Linked DNA regions of Sus scrofa: region 1 is linked to region 2. Evidence: chromatin contacts called from public promoter capture Hi-C data. All regions are on one chromosome and are shown on one strand. Each heading gives the region's core, a stretch centred on a gene start, on an enhancer-like site or on the middle of the called end of the contact. The rest is flanking DNA. Distances are from core to core; before and after follow the strand shown. Region 1 holds the start of RAB42 (putative Ras-related protein Rab-42). Region 2 holds the start of TRNAU1AP (tRNA selenocysteine 1-associated protein 1).

Evidence for each region. Promoter capture Hi-C pulls out the DNA fragments that hold promoters and counts their contacts.
Region 1: a promoter capture Hi-C map of fetal liver shows a contact between it and region 2, with 2.0 times the contacts expected there. The contact joins the promoter of RAB42 here to the promoter of TRNAU1AP in region 2. A contact is called at or near these places in 1 of 5 promoter capture datasets (fetal liver), 6 of 47 Hi-C or Micro-C datasets (embryonic fibroblasts, fetal liver, fibroblasts and 2 more) and 2 of 2 datasets of contacts at active chromatin or transcription factors (alveolar macrophages and skeletal muscle).

The regions. Positions count from the first base shown.
Region 1 is chr6:85,598,389-85,604,696 of Sscrofa11.1, reverse strand. RAB42 (putative Ras-related protein Rab-42) reads right to left here and starts at 1,658. Exons shown (of 2, transcript XM_003356245.4): 1 at 1,339-1,658; 2 at 1-202. The coding sequence starts at 1,577.
Region 2 is chr6:85,564,097-85,570,249 of Sscrofa11.1, reverse strand. TRNAU1AP (tRNA selenocysteine 1-associated protein 1) reads right to left here and starts at 2,820. Exons shown (of 8, transcript XM_005665150.3): 1 at 2,691-2,820; 2 at 1,968-2,065. The coding sequence starts at 2,717. It overlaps RCC1 (regulator of chromosome condensation), which reads right to left. Exons shown (of 11, transcript XM_005665141.3): 11 at 4,389-6,153.

The sequences.
Region 1 (6,308 bases), core at 409-2,908, 36 kb before region 2:
TTCCGCCTCCTGGGCTGAGACACATCGCATGCTCTGCAGGTCACTCTTGTGGCCAACCAGCAGGAAGATCGCCTTGTCGGGGCCCTGAGTGGCCATGACCTCCTGGTGCCAGTCTCGGATATGTTCAAAGGACTTCCTGTTTGTCACATCAAAGACCAGCAGGACACCCACCACATTCCGGTAAAAGGACCTGGTGATGCACCTGATGGTGGAGGGAGTAAGTTATGAGACACCTTCAAGACACCCCAGAGGCAGGACTCCTTTCATCCACTGACTGCTTCACACTCCCCATTATAGCTCATCTCACACTGCCCTGTGAGTCTTTTCCCCAGCATCTGTCTCTCCCAAGTAACTGTGTGCTCCCCACTTAGGGAGCAGGGTTTTTTTTTTTTTTTTTTTTTTTTTTTTTCCTTTTTAGGGCTGCCCTTGCAGCACATGGAGGTTCCCAGGCGAGGTGTCAAATCAAAGCTGTAGTCACCAGCCTACACCACAGACACAGCAACACCAGATCCCCCCCATGTCTGTGACCTACACCACAGCTCATGGCAGCGCTGGATCCTTAACCCACTGACCAAGGCCAGGGATCGAACCTATGTCCTCGTGGATGCTAGTCAGATTCATTTCCAGTGAGCCATGATGGGAACTCTAAAGGAGCGGTTTTGATTTCCATACTCTCCTGACCATTTCTGCATTCTTGATGTTTTTCCGATTGCAGGTTTTGTTTCCCCATTCTCTGGCTGGCAAACTCCTATGCATCCTGTATCGCCAACACAAATCTCTCTTCCTTTCGCATCTCCTTGACACCTCCCTCTCTCTGCTCCTATGGGCTTTTCAACACCCAGGTCATTCATCCCTCCAAATTCAATGTCAAAACTTTCCTCTGGGGCAGGGCACCAGGTCTCAGGTATTGGGCTCAGAGGCTGTGTTTGCAGGATGAATGGCTCAAGAGTGAAGGACTTATAGGAACTCCCGTGGAGGACATGGGTTTGATCCCTGGCCTCACTCAGTGGGTTAAGGATCTCGCACTGCCGCGATCTGTGGTGTAGGTCGGATCCTGTGTTGCTGTGGCTGTGGCTATAGCCTAGGTCAACAGCTACAGCTCCGATTCAACCCCTAGCCTGGGAACCTCCATATGACGGGGGTGTGGCCCTAAGAGAAAAAAAAAAAAAAAAAGTGAAGGACTCAGATCCAGGATGGGGACCCCCAGATCTCTACTTGGGCCACTGCGACTGACCACCTCCATGGTCAGGGGGACAGGCATTGAGCCGCCCCAACCAGAGGTCCCTCTCCCGCCCCACCTCCACCCCACTCCGCCCCAGCCCTGCCCCCACCGCGCACCTGAAGCGCTCCTGGCCCGCAGTGTCCCAAAGCTGCAGCTTGACGCGCGGCCCGGCCCGCAGCTGTAGAGTGCGGCTGTAGAACTCGACGCCCACCGTGGGCGCCGACTCGAGCTCCGGCTCGGGCTCTGGTATCCAAGGCGCGTCCGCCACGTAGCGCCGCAGCAACGACGTCTTGCCCACAGCCGTGTCCCCCAGCAGCGCGATCCGAAACTGGTAGCGGAAGCCCCCAGCCTCCATGGCCGGCGTCGTGGCTCCCTCCGGCCGGGAGACCGACTGTCCGGGCCGCGCCCTGCGGCTCCGCCCCCAGCCCCGCCCCCTCCTCGGGCCCCGCCCCCGGGCCGTGTGCAGCCACCCTGACCAGCGTCTTTGGCACCAAGGAAAAGGACCTGGAGGAACCCAAACCCGAGGAAACACCTGGGCAAGTCAATTCCTCACTCTGGACTTCAGATTCCTCCTCTGTAAAATGGGGATAATAATCCCTACTTCACAAGATGAAAAAATTAAACTAGATAATGTGGGGAGGAGGACTAGGGAGAATCAGACTTGCACTGACCTGAATCTAACAGCGCCAGAGCATCCACTTCTCATTGTTGGGATGGTTTCTCTCTGCAGCCCCCACTCTCTGTTAGTCTCCCAGTAGGGCCCCCGCTGCTGGACCTGGAGACACCACTCAAGAAAGTTGATCATTTATAGGTGCTCTTTCCCCACCCACGTGCCCCTTTCCTGGAGCCCCACTGGCCTGGTCTGGGGCCTTGTGTTCAATGTTCGGGTTCAATGTTCAGCAGTCCCTATTGCTTCCTCCCTGCCTGCCTGTGCTGGGCCCCAGAGAGGGACCTGGACACAGTGGGGTAGAAGAGGCAGGGTACAACTGCAATTCCAGAGGAAGGGCAATTGGCTGTGGACAGGACAGCTAACATTTATGAGGCCAGATGGTCAGTTCCTAATGCTTTGGGACAGCAATGCTTTGAGAAGGCCGTAGTGTGTCCATTTTAGAGCTAAGGAGATGGAGGCTTAGATGTGTGACTTGTCTCAGGTCACAGCAGAACTCGGACTTGTGGAAGTTCCTGGGCCAGGGATCAAACCCATGCAGTTGTAACCTGCCCCACAGCTGCGGCAATGCTGGATCCTTAACCCACTGCATCACATGGGAACTTCTTAGATTTTTTTCCCCCTTCACTATCCCTTTGATGCCACTAAAGGGGACTGCAAAGCAAATTCCCAAAGGACCAGACAAAGTCATCGGGTCCCACTTGGGTTAGGGGCGAGAGGAAGGCAACCACATCTGTATCCAAGATCCACTCCATAATTTTCAGTCTGATCTTCTGGACACTCAGGATTTCAGGGAGTTCTGGCTGGTCCCAAACAGCTTGTCTATACGTTTAATCCCACTGTCCCACTGTGGATGGTAGTTACCAGTTTAACTTGTTTTGGCAAACTGGCAGTAGGGAGCAGTTCTCCCTAAAACAAACCGTCACATCATCACATTTCCTCCTTATATAACCTTGTGAGTAGATGTTAGTCTGCCCAGTTTTTTACAGATGAGGAAACTGAGGCTCAGAGAAGTTAAGTAACCAATCTAAAATCACTAGCATGGAAGATTGAGACTAGCTTCCCAGTCTGTTTCTGGCTGGATAGGCTGGGGACTAGGGAAGGCCCAGGTTTTCTTGTACCTACCTCTAAATAAATCACTGAGAAGCCCTTTTGTGGGGTCTCCTAGTAATCCTGGCCTTTGGCCACTTAAATAGTAGTGCCTATAGGGGCTCAAGTCTGCTTATCCCTGACTTCCAGAAGGAGAGAGAGGAGCATCAGATGGGGAGGGGGGGTGTTGGGAAAGGAATCCTTCCTGCCAGCTTTGCCCAAACCAGGAGAGTCTGCTCCACTCCCACATGCCCTGCGGATTCTTCCATTGGGATGTTCTCCTCCCCTTGCTCTGCTCAGCTGGAAAAATACTTGTTGCATTAGGCCTGTGCGAATTCCCCCGCTCTCCACCCCCATGCCTTCTTTACCCACCACTGGCGCTCTGAGCTCCAGCCATGCTGACCATCTTCCCTCTTCTCAGCCCTCCGCCGGGAACACTCCTCTCCCGCTCTTCAAAGGGTAAGCAACCCCTACTTCAGGCCTCAGGTTAGATCTCTGTCCTCAGGAAGCCCCTCTCCGACTAAGGTCACAGACCCTTCTGTCCAGTGTAACGTCTGCCTCCCTTCTAGGCTCAGGCCCCCTGGGGATAAGGACCAATGGCTTTATCTTCAGTGCTTGGCACAAAGTAGGAATTTGGTGAATATTTGTGCTTGAATGAATGAATAAAAGTGGATAAGTGCTATTCATTCGTTCATTCACTCATTATTCATTCAAACACCATAACAAAGCTGGACTGGGGTGGGGGGGGGCGGCTACTGAGTCAGAGGAGACCTCTTGGAGGAGGTCATGCTGGGTCTCCAAGGACAAGCGGGAGCTGGGGAGGTCAGAAGGAGGGGCACTCCAGGCAGGGGCAGCTGGGCAAAGGCAGAGAGGCATGAAACAACTTGAAAGGCAGTTTGAAACCAGGCGTCCCAGAAGCCTTTCTGCTCAGCGCGTGGGGGCAGAGTGCACTGTCAGCATCTGACTCCTTGAACTTCCTCTCCTAGATGCTCCTGCTGTGGGCTGGGATCATGTGCCTGAGTCTAACTGCACCTGGCCCCAGAATCTGGATTCAGCTGACTTTGTCACAGACTCCCTATGTGACCCAAGGGCAAATCATTTCCCCTCTCCAAATCCGCTTCCCCTTCAGCTAAGTGAGGCAGATCACCTCACAGCGTCGTTCTGGAGTTACTGTGTGTCATAGCAGGTACGTTATGCACATTTGTATTAGACAGATCTGAGTTACAGTTCCAAATGATGCTTACTAGCTATGTGGCCTTGGCCAAGTTTCATTCATTCATTCATTCATTCACTTAGTAATTATTTCAGTAAATGCTGACCATCTTTTATATACTAGGCACTTATACAGCAGTGGAAAAAAAAGACATAATTCGTGTTCTTGGGGAACTCACATTGTAATGGGAAAGACAAAATAAATTAATATGAAACGTGATAACAATCAAACCATGGTTTGAAGGGTGGCAGGGTGCTATTTCAAAAGAGGGTGGTCTGAGGAGGTGACATTTGAATAGAAGCCCAGGGGAAGGGTGGCAGTGTGCAGTGTGGTTGTCTGTGAAGCCACGGAGGACAGTTCCAGGCAGGAGGAACAGGAAGAGCACAGGCCCTGAGGTGGGAGAGGCAAGGGTGCTCCAAGAAGAGCAGAGAGGCCACAGAGAGGGAGCAGAATGAATGAGCAAGTGGTGGGTAGTGAGAGCAGACAGGAGGAGGAGCCAGATATATGTGGTTTCTGAGGCCCTCATGGGGACTTCTGCTTTTATTTTCAAATGTATTGACAAGTCAGTGATTTTGGGGCAGGTGAATAACATAATCTGACTCCTCTCTTTTTTTTTTTTTACATCTTTATTAAGATATAATTGATATGTAATAAATTGTACTTACTAAAAATATTCCATAGATGCTTAATTCTTGAGTTTTGATATAGGTGTACACCCGCAAAGACGCTGCAATCAAGATAATGGTCTTTGGAAGTTCCTGTTGTAGTGCAGTGGGTAAGGATCTGGCATTGCCACAACTGTGGCATAGGTTGCAACTGTGGCTCTGATTCAATCCCTGGCTCAGGAACTTCCATGTGCCACAGATGTTGCTTAAAAAAAGAGGGAGATAATGCTTTTTAACAGCCAGGCTGGTATGTTGAGACCAGCCTGCAGGAGCAATGGCAGAATCAAGGAGACTGGCTAGAAGAGGAGTGGGATCTTGTGGGTCATAGATAAAGATAGCGTCGGTGGAGAACACAGGGTTTGCCGATGGATTGGGAGTGGGATGTTAGAGAAGAGAGGAGTCCTGGGTCACCCTAAGGACTTACTGAGATGAGGGAAGAGCATGTTTGGAGGAGGAAAGGCTGTGTACTGAGAAGCCTATTAATAAATAGCCGTCTGGGAGTTCCTGCCATGGCTCTGTGGAAAACGAATCTGACTAGTATCTATGAGGACACAGGTTCTATCCCTGGCCTCACTCTGTGGATTAAGTGTTGCTGTGAGCTGTGGTGTAGGTTGCAGATATGGCTCGGATCCTGAGCTGCTGTGGCTGTGGTGTAGGCCGGTGGCTATAGCCCTGATTAGAGCCCTAGCCAGGGAACTTCCATATGCTGCAGTTTCGGCCTTAAAAAAAAAAAAAAAAAAAAAAAAAGGCAAAATAAAATAAATAGCCATCCAAGTGTAGTTATCACAGAAACAGCAGGATATAAAGTCTGGAGCTTAGGAGAGAATTGGGGCTGAAGAAACACATTTGGAAGTCATCAGAAAGCTCCTTAACACTCGGAGAGCCTGTGGCCTTCTCCACAAAATGATAATAATAGTAACACTTACTTTTTTAAGAGTATGTAAGGATAAAAATAATGAATAGATTAAGATTGAATAGATGCTTAATTCTTTTTTCTTCCCCTAGGGCCACACCCACAGCATATGGAAGTTCCCAAGTTAGGGATTGAATCAGAGCTGCAGCTGCCGGCCTATGCCAAAGCTCAGGGCAACAATGGATCGATCCTTAACCCACTGAGGCCAGGGATTGAACCCACGTCCTCATGGTTTCTAGTCAGGTTCTTAACCCACTGAGCAACAAGGGGAATTCCATAGATGCTTAATTCTTGACAATTACTTTTTTTTTTGGTCTTTTTGTCTTTTCTGGGGCCGCTCCTGTGGCATATGGAGGTTCCCAGGCTAGGGGTCTAATCAGAACTGTAGCCACCGGCCTACACCACAGCAACGCTGGATCGGAGCTGTGTCTGCGAGCGACCTACACCACAGGTCACAGCAACATCCGATCCTTAACCCACTGAGGAAGGCCAGGGATTGAACCCAAACCCTCATGTTTCCAGTTGGATTCGTTAACCAC
Region 2 (6,153 bases), core at 1,571-4,070:
TTTTCTTTTTTGGTCACCCCACGGTATATGGAGCTCCTGAGCCAGCGATCCCGATCTGAGCCATAGTTGTGACCTAAGCTTCAGCTTCGACAACAGGATCCTTAACATACCGCACCAGGCTGTGGACAGAACCTATGCCCCAGGGCTCCCAAGACGCTGCTGATTTTAAGTCTTTGTCATATGAAGCAGAATGCACATATAATGTGTCTGTAAGTGCCACCATAAGAAACGGCCAGAGTTTAGCAATCAAGGGTAGGAAAGACTAGTTGCAAACCTTATTTCAATAAACATGAAAACATGAGAAACTATGTCAATGTTTTAAAAAATATAAAGTACTACAGAATGTATTTTTATGCAAGTAGCCTACTATCAGTGTTTTCTTGTCTACAAAAGCAAGAAGAAAAATACCTAGGCCAGCATGATCTATCATTCAGAAAACTGGCCCCTGGGTACCGGGGTTCTGAATACATAAAGTATTCGTTCACCAGGGAGTTCTCGTTGTGGCTCAGTGGTTATTGAATCCGACTAGGAACCATGAGGTTGCGGGTTCAATCCCTGGCCTTGCTCAGTGGGTTAAGGATCTGGCGCTGCCGTGAGCTGTGGTGTAGGTGGCAGACTTGGCTTGGATCGATCCCAAGTTGCTGTGGCTGTGGTGTAGGCCGGCGGCTACAGCTCCGATTAGACCTGTAGCCTGGGAACCTCCATATGCCGCGGGTGCAGCCCTAGAAAAAAACAAAACAAAACAAAGTACTTTAGAGTTGGCCACATTTCAAATCTCTCATCTGTATTTTTCAATTACTTGATGTTTTTAGCACGCTGCTTTAGTACTTGGCACAGAGTAGACACTTGATAAACACTGTCAGATTGATAAGGAATCCTGTTATTTCTAACTAGAACCCTAAGGAAACCTACGACCCTCAAAGAGAAAGAAGAAACTGGAGGCAATAAATAAGAGCACTATTATATGGAAATCTATTCTGCATTTTGTCTTGTTTACATATTTACAGTCTCATTCCCCTGTTAGAATGTAGAATGTAGGAGAGAAATGACTGCATCTGGCTTGTTTCAGTCATATATTTTGGGAATCTAGAACCCTGGCATGTAGCAGTGTCTTACACAAGAGTTATGGGCACACATGAGCTTTGAAAACAGACCTGAATTAGAGTCTTGGCTTCTCATTTAACAGCTGCGTAACTTTAAGACAGTTACTATGCTTCTCTAATAATAGTACCTAGCTCAGGGGTTTTTGTGATTTTGAAATGCTTATTACCCAGCAGATCATGATCTGTTTATATTTACCAAGCATATACCATATGCCAAACACTGTTCTAAATGCTGAATGGGAATTAATGGCACTTAGTCCTCATCAGAACTCTATGAGGTAGGTGCTATTATTATCTCCATTTTTATGGTGAAGGACAGGGAGAGGCTGAGTAACTTGCTCAAGGTCACACAGCACACAGAGCGTTCAAACCCACTCTGGCTCCAGAGTCAGCAACACATTATACTTCCTCTCAATAAGCCCTGAAATGTTAGAATTTATATCATTGTAATAATTATTATTATTTTTTTTTTTTTTGTCTTTTGTTGTTGTTGTTGTTGCTATTTCTTGGGCTGCTCCCGCGGCATATGGAGGTTCCCAGGCTAGGGGTTTAATCGGAGCTGTAGCCACCGGCCTACGCCAGAGCCACAGCAACGCGGGATCCGAGCCTCGTCTGCGACCTACACCACAGCTCACGGCAACGCCGGATCGTTAACCCACTGAGCAAGGGCAGGGACCGAACCCGCAACCTCATGGTTCCTAGTCGGATTCGTTAACCACTGCGCCACGATGGGAACTCCTGTAATAATTATTATTAGGGGTGAGAAGCCTCTGACTCTCCGAAGGATGTTTACCTTCTGAATGACACCTGCAGTTGATCTACTAAGGGAGAACTGAGAAGACAAGAGGGGAGGAGAGAACATACCCAGTGAGGCGATTTCGGATAATTTTGACGCTCATCACAGTCTCTCCCATGGTGGCAAAGGCTCTGGAGATGAAGTTCTCATCCATGTAGGGCTCCAGCTGCGCAAATATAAGAGCAGAGCAGTTCAGGTCAGTACCCAGGCTCCTCATTCCCGGATCCGGAGCCCCTCCCTGCTCAGTCCAGGGTTGGGTGCACGCTGCGGGCAGGAGTAGGGTGAGGGTGAAGAGGTTTCCATCCACTCCGGCGTTCCCAGCCTCTTGCCTTCCTTCCCTTCAAGGCTGCTCCTTTTAGGAAGCCTCCCCCTTGGATTTAGGAACCCCATTCCTGCAGTCCTCGAACCAAGGCGCACTTCAATCCTTGGGATTCTTCCCATTCTATCCACGCAAAGACCCTCCCTTTTTCCCTCCCCAGAATCCAGGCTGGGCTGGGCCCCACGACCCCTCCCCCTCCGAATCAGCCCCCGCACCTAGATGCTAGGGCCTGCTTCGGCATCACTAAAACAACTCTCCTCATTCTCTTCCACCCTTTTGGGATCCGAGGACCCCTCCCCCTCAGACCCGGCCCCTTCACCTACACGCTGGGACTTGCTTTGGCACCACTGAGAACTCCCCTCCCCATTCACTGCCACCCTCTTGAGAGCCGAGGACCCCTTCTCTTCAGACCCTTTTGCCCTCGTGACACTATATTTCTCCTCCGCTGAACCGGGCGGCCGCCCCAACTCACGTCGCCCATCCACAGGCTGGCCGCCATGCCCGAGGCCCCGCCAGGCCTACGCGAGCCTCAGAGGCTGGCGCGTACGCCGCTCCGCGGGGTTGCGGCCTCCACGGCGCATGCGCCCCCATCGCCTTCTGCGCACGCTCGGCAATTCGGCGCCCAAGGCAACGCAGACTGGCGGGTCCGGGTTTTTCCGGATCCCTGTGGGCGTGTCTCGAACCGGAGCCTGCGGGATGGGGCGGGGCAGACACCGCCTTGCGCGGGACCGTGGGGGGCGTGAATGACTGGCTTTCTCCGGACTCTTTCCGGCTTTAAACACACGCGTACGTATAGAATTATAAAAGTAGTGTATGTTCATGGCAAAAACTTAAAATAGAAGCATATTTCCTAAAGTGAAAGATCCCTTTTGGAAGCCTGGACGATCCAGTTCCACTAACTATGTATGACCTCTGGCAAATCACTGGTCTGCCTCCGCCACCCCTTCAACCTGCTTTTCTCAGGTTACGAAACGGAAAGGACAGGATTTCTGTTGACGCTGGACTGGCATCCTTCCATCATTCCCATGCATAGAACTAGGCTGTGGGAGGGGAGAGGAGGGGAGGGCTAACCAACCAACAAACAAATCAATCCCCATCTTGTCACTCTCTTGCGTCTCACGTTCCCTACAATAATCCAAACCACCAGAAGTTCTAACCTCTCCCAGGAAGAGACTTGCCATAGAAGGCCTTCAGCAGACTCGATTTCGATGGCTAGATAATCCTGACAGTTTGACTCTTCGTCTGGGAAGGTCCCAGACCTCAGCCTCAGTTTGATGCCCTTTCCTCAGAATGTGAAGATTCTGTAGATGATGATTGTCATCTCCAACACTGAAGCTCATCGCTTGATGGAGAATCCATTTCCCAGGCTCCTTCTGGGTTGATGGCCACTTATGTCCTTCCTTGCCAGTTCATATATTCCAAACTTATGTTGTTGGGGCCCAAAGTCAAGCACTCTGAAGTCTTGAGATTCAACCAAGTTGCCACATTTCCAGCTTTATCCTATTCATGGCCGTAGTAGTGTAGCGGTTGGGTGCTTCAACTACACATTTGAACAAATGGAGCCCAAATCCCAGCCCCTTCCAATTGTGTTGTTGTTATTAGCGATGTGGGTAACAGCAATGCTTACCTCATACCATGTTTGTCGTATGGAGAAATTGAGAAGTTGAGAAAGCACTTGGCCTAATGCCTGGCATCCAGTAAGCTCTCCAACACAGCAGCTGGAGGACTTGGAATTATGACTGATAACTCTTGAGTACTAAAATTTGCCAGCCCTTGTGGGGTGCTCTTTGATTACTATTTTTAAAATTTATTTTACTTGTGCAAGACTTGTAAGTGTTTATTTTTAATTTAAAATGTAAGCTTCATCAGACAGGATTCCTTGTTGTTTCTAATCAAATTCCCACAACAATGTCTGGCATATGGGAGGCACTGAAAACATTTTTGAATTTGTCATAAATACTAAACAGTTCTCTCCTATCCCATCTATCCCTGCCCCTGAAGGCAACCACTTCCAAATCTTTTCCCTAAAATCCAAGTATTTCTAAATAACATACTTTCTCTTCATTTGTGGTTTCAGATCTTTTTAAGGACTGCACCTCATACATACACTTCACCATCTTGTAATTATAATTTTTCAAAATATCAAACACTTACATTATTATGACTTTGTAAACATTATTTATAGCTGAACCATATGGGGTGATTACATTTGTTTTCAGGTAACCAATTCAGGTTGGAGGAGAATGGGGGAAAAGATAAAATTGAGCGTATTTGATGTGTTTGAACACAAAAAAAGGAGATTTACTTCTCATAGACACTGACATTAAATTAATGATACTTATACCAAAAAACTAAGCATGTGAAAAACAAGGCGATTATTAACCACAGGGAATTTTAAAATGTGCAATGGTCATAATAGCAAAGACTTCTGGAACATTTACTCTGTGCCCAACACTGTTCTAACATATGTAAACACCTACAGAGAGCTTTATAACTCTTACATCCAATACAGGGAAAAGGAACTGAGGTTTTGGGCTCAGGTGGAGGCTGATTTAATCACCAGCCTAGGGAGTTCCCCTGTGGCTCAGCAGGTTCAGGACCCAGCACTGTCACTACTGTGGCTCAGGTTGCTGAGGTGCATGAGATGCGTGTTCAATCCCTGGCCCAGGAACTTCCACATCCCATGGGTACAGCCAAAAAAAAAAAAAAAAAAAAAAAAAAAAAAAAATCCAGCCTAGTCTGTGCACTTGCTAGCTTCTTAGCCTCAAGCTCGTCAGTTCTCAGGAACTTTTTTCTGAGGAAGAGCAATTCCTATTTCACAGGGCTGATGTGAGGATTGAATGAGCTATTATTTTATGCAAAATGCTCAACACTGCCTGTTTTAGGTCTCAATCCACAAGAGCTGTTACCAAGGACAGGGTACTTTCAATCTGCTATATTGTCAAAAGGGAAAACTTCAGTAAACTTAATCCAAATGCACTTTTTTTGAGGGGAGAGTGGGGCGAGGGAAGAGTGGACACACAAGTACTTCTTACAAAGAAAATACTAAAATCAAAAGTGTGAGTTTTCCCTTCTAAGAAGTCAATTTCTAATCAGTATAGTACCTGCATCAAAATGAAAAGTTCAAGAAAAAAAAATCACAGAATACATTTTAAGTCATTTTACAGCATAATTCATTTTTCCAAGAGTCACTGACATCCAAGAATCTTCCTGGCACTAATAAAACTTTCCTGCTGTACATTTACAGACCCACTATATCAGCACTGTCCACTTAACTTTCTACAATTATAGAAATGTTCTATATATTTCTGTATTTGCATAGCCCAATACTATAGGCACTAGCCACATTTGACTATTGAGGACTTGAAATGTGGCTAGTGCAATCGAGGAAGTTCATTTTATTTTTACAAATTTAAACTAAATATGAATAGCCACATGTAGCTAGTGCCCACCATACTGGACAGGTCAAACTCTGTAAGATTTGGTTGCTCAAATGCCTGTGAAAATCTACATCATTATGCATAAGTTATCTTAAGAGATACTGTGCAGTTAATCATCTCTACCAGGTGTGGAAATGACATATCATCCAGCTTAGTATAAGCATTTCTAGAGAAGTACTGCACTCAAAAATCTTGGTTTGGGATTAGGATACTAAAAGATCCATCCCATGCCTCTCATATTATATAGTTTTTTTTAAAATCCAGTGATTCCTGAAACAAAAATACCTAACAAAAATCAACTCAATTTTTTTGATTTGTCTCTAACAGCCACTATTCCATATTTTTTTTAAAAAAAGAAAAGAACAGCTGACTGGCACACACGAGGACTTCTGCAAATCCTAGTCTTGAAGTCCTAGTCTTTGCCAGGTCCACAGGCATGGATTTATTCTGCCCTTCCCAACACAGCAGGTGCTCCCTTAAAAAAGCAGGGAGTGC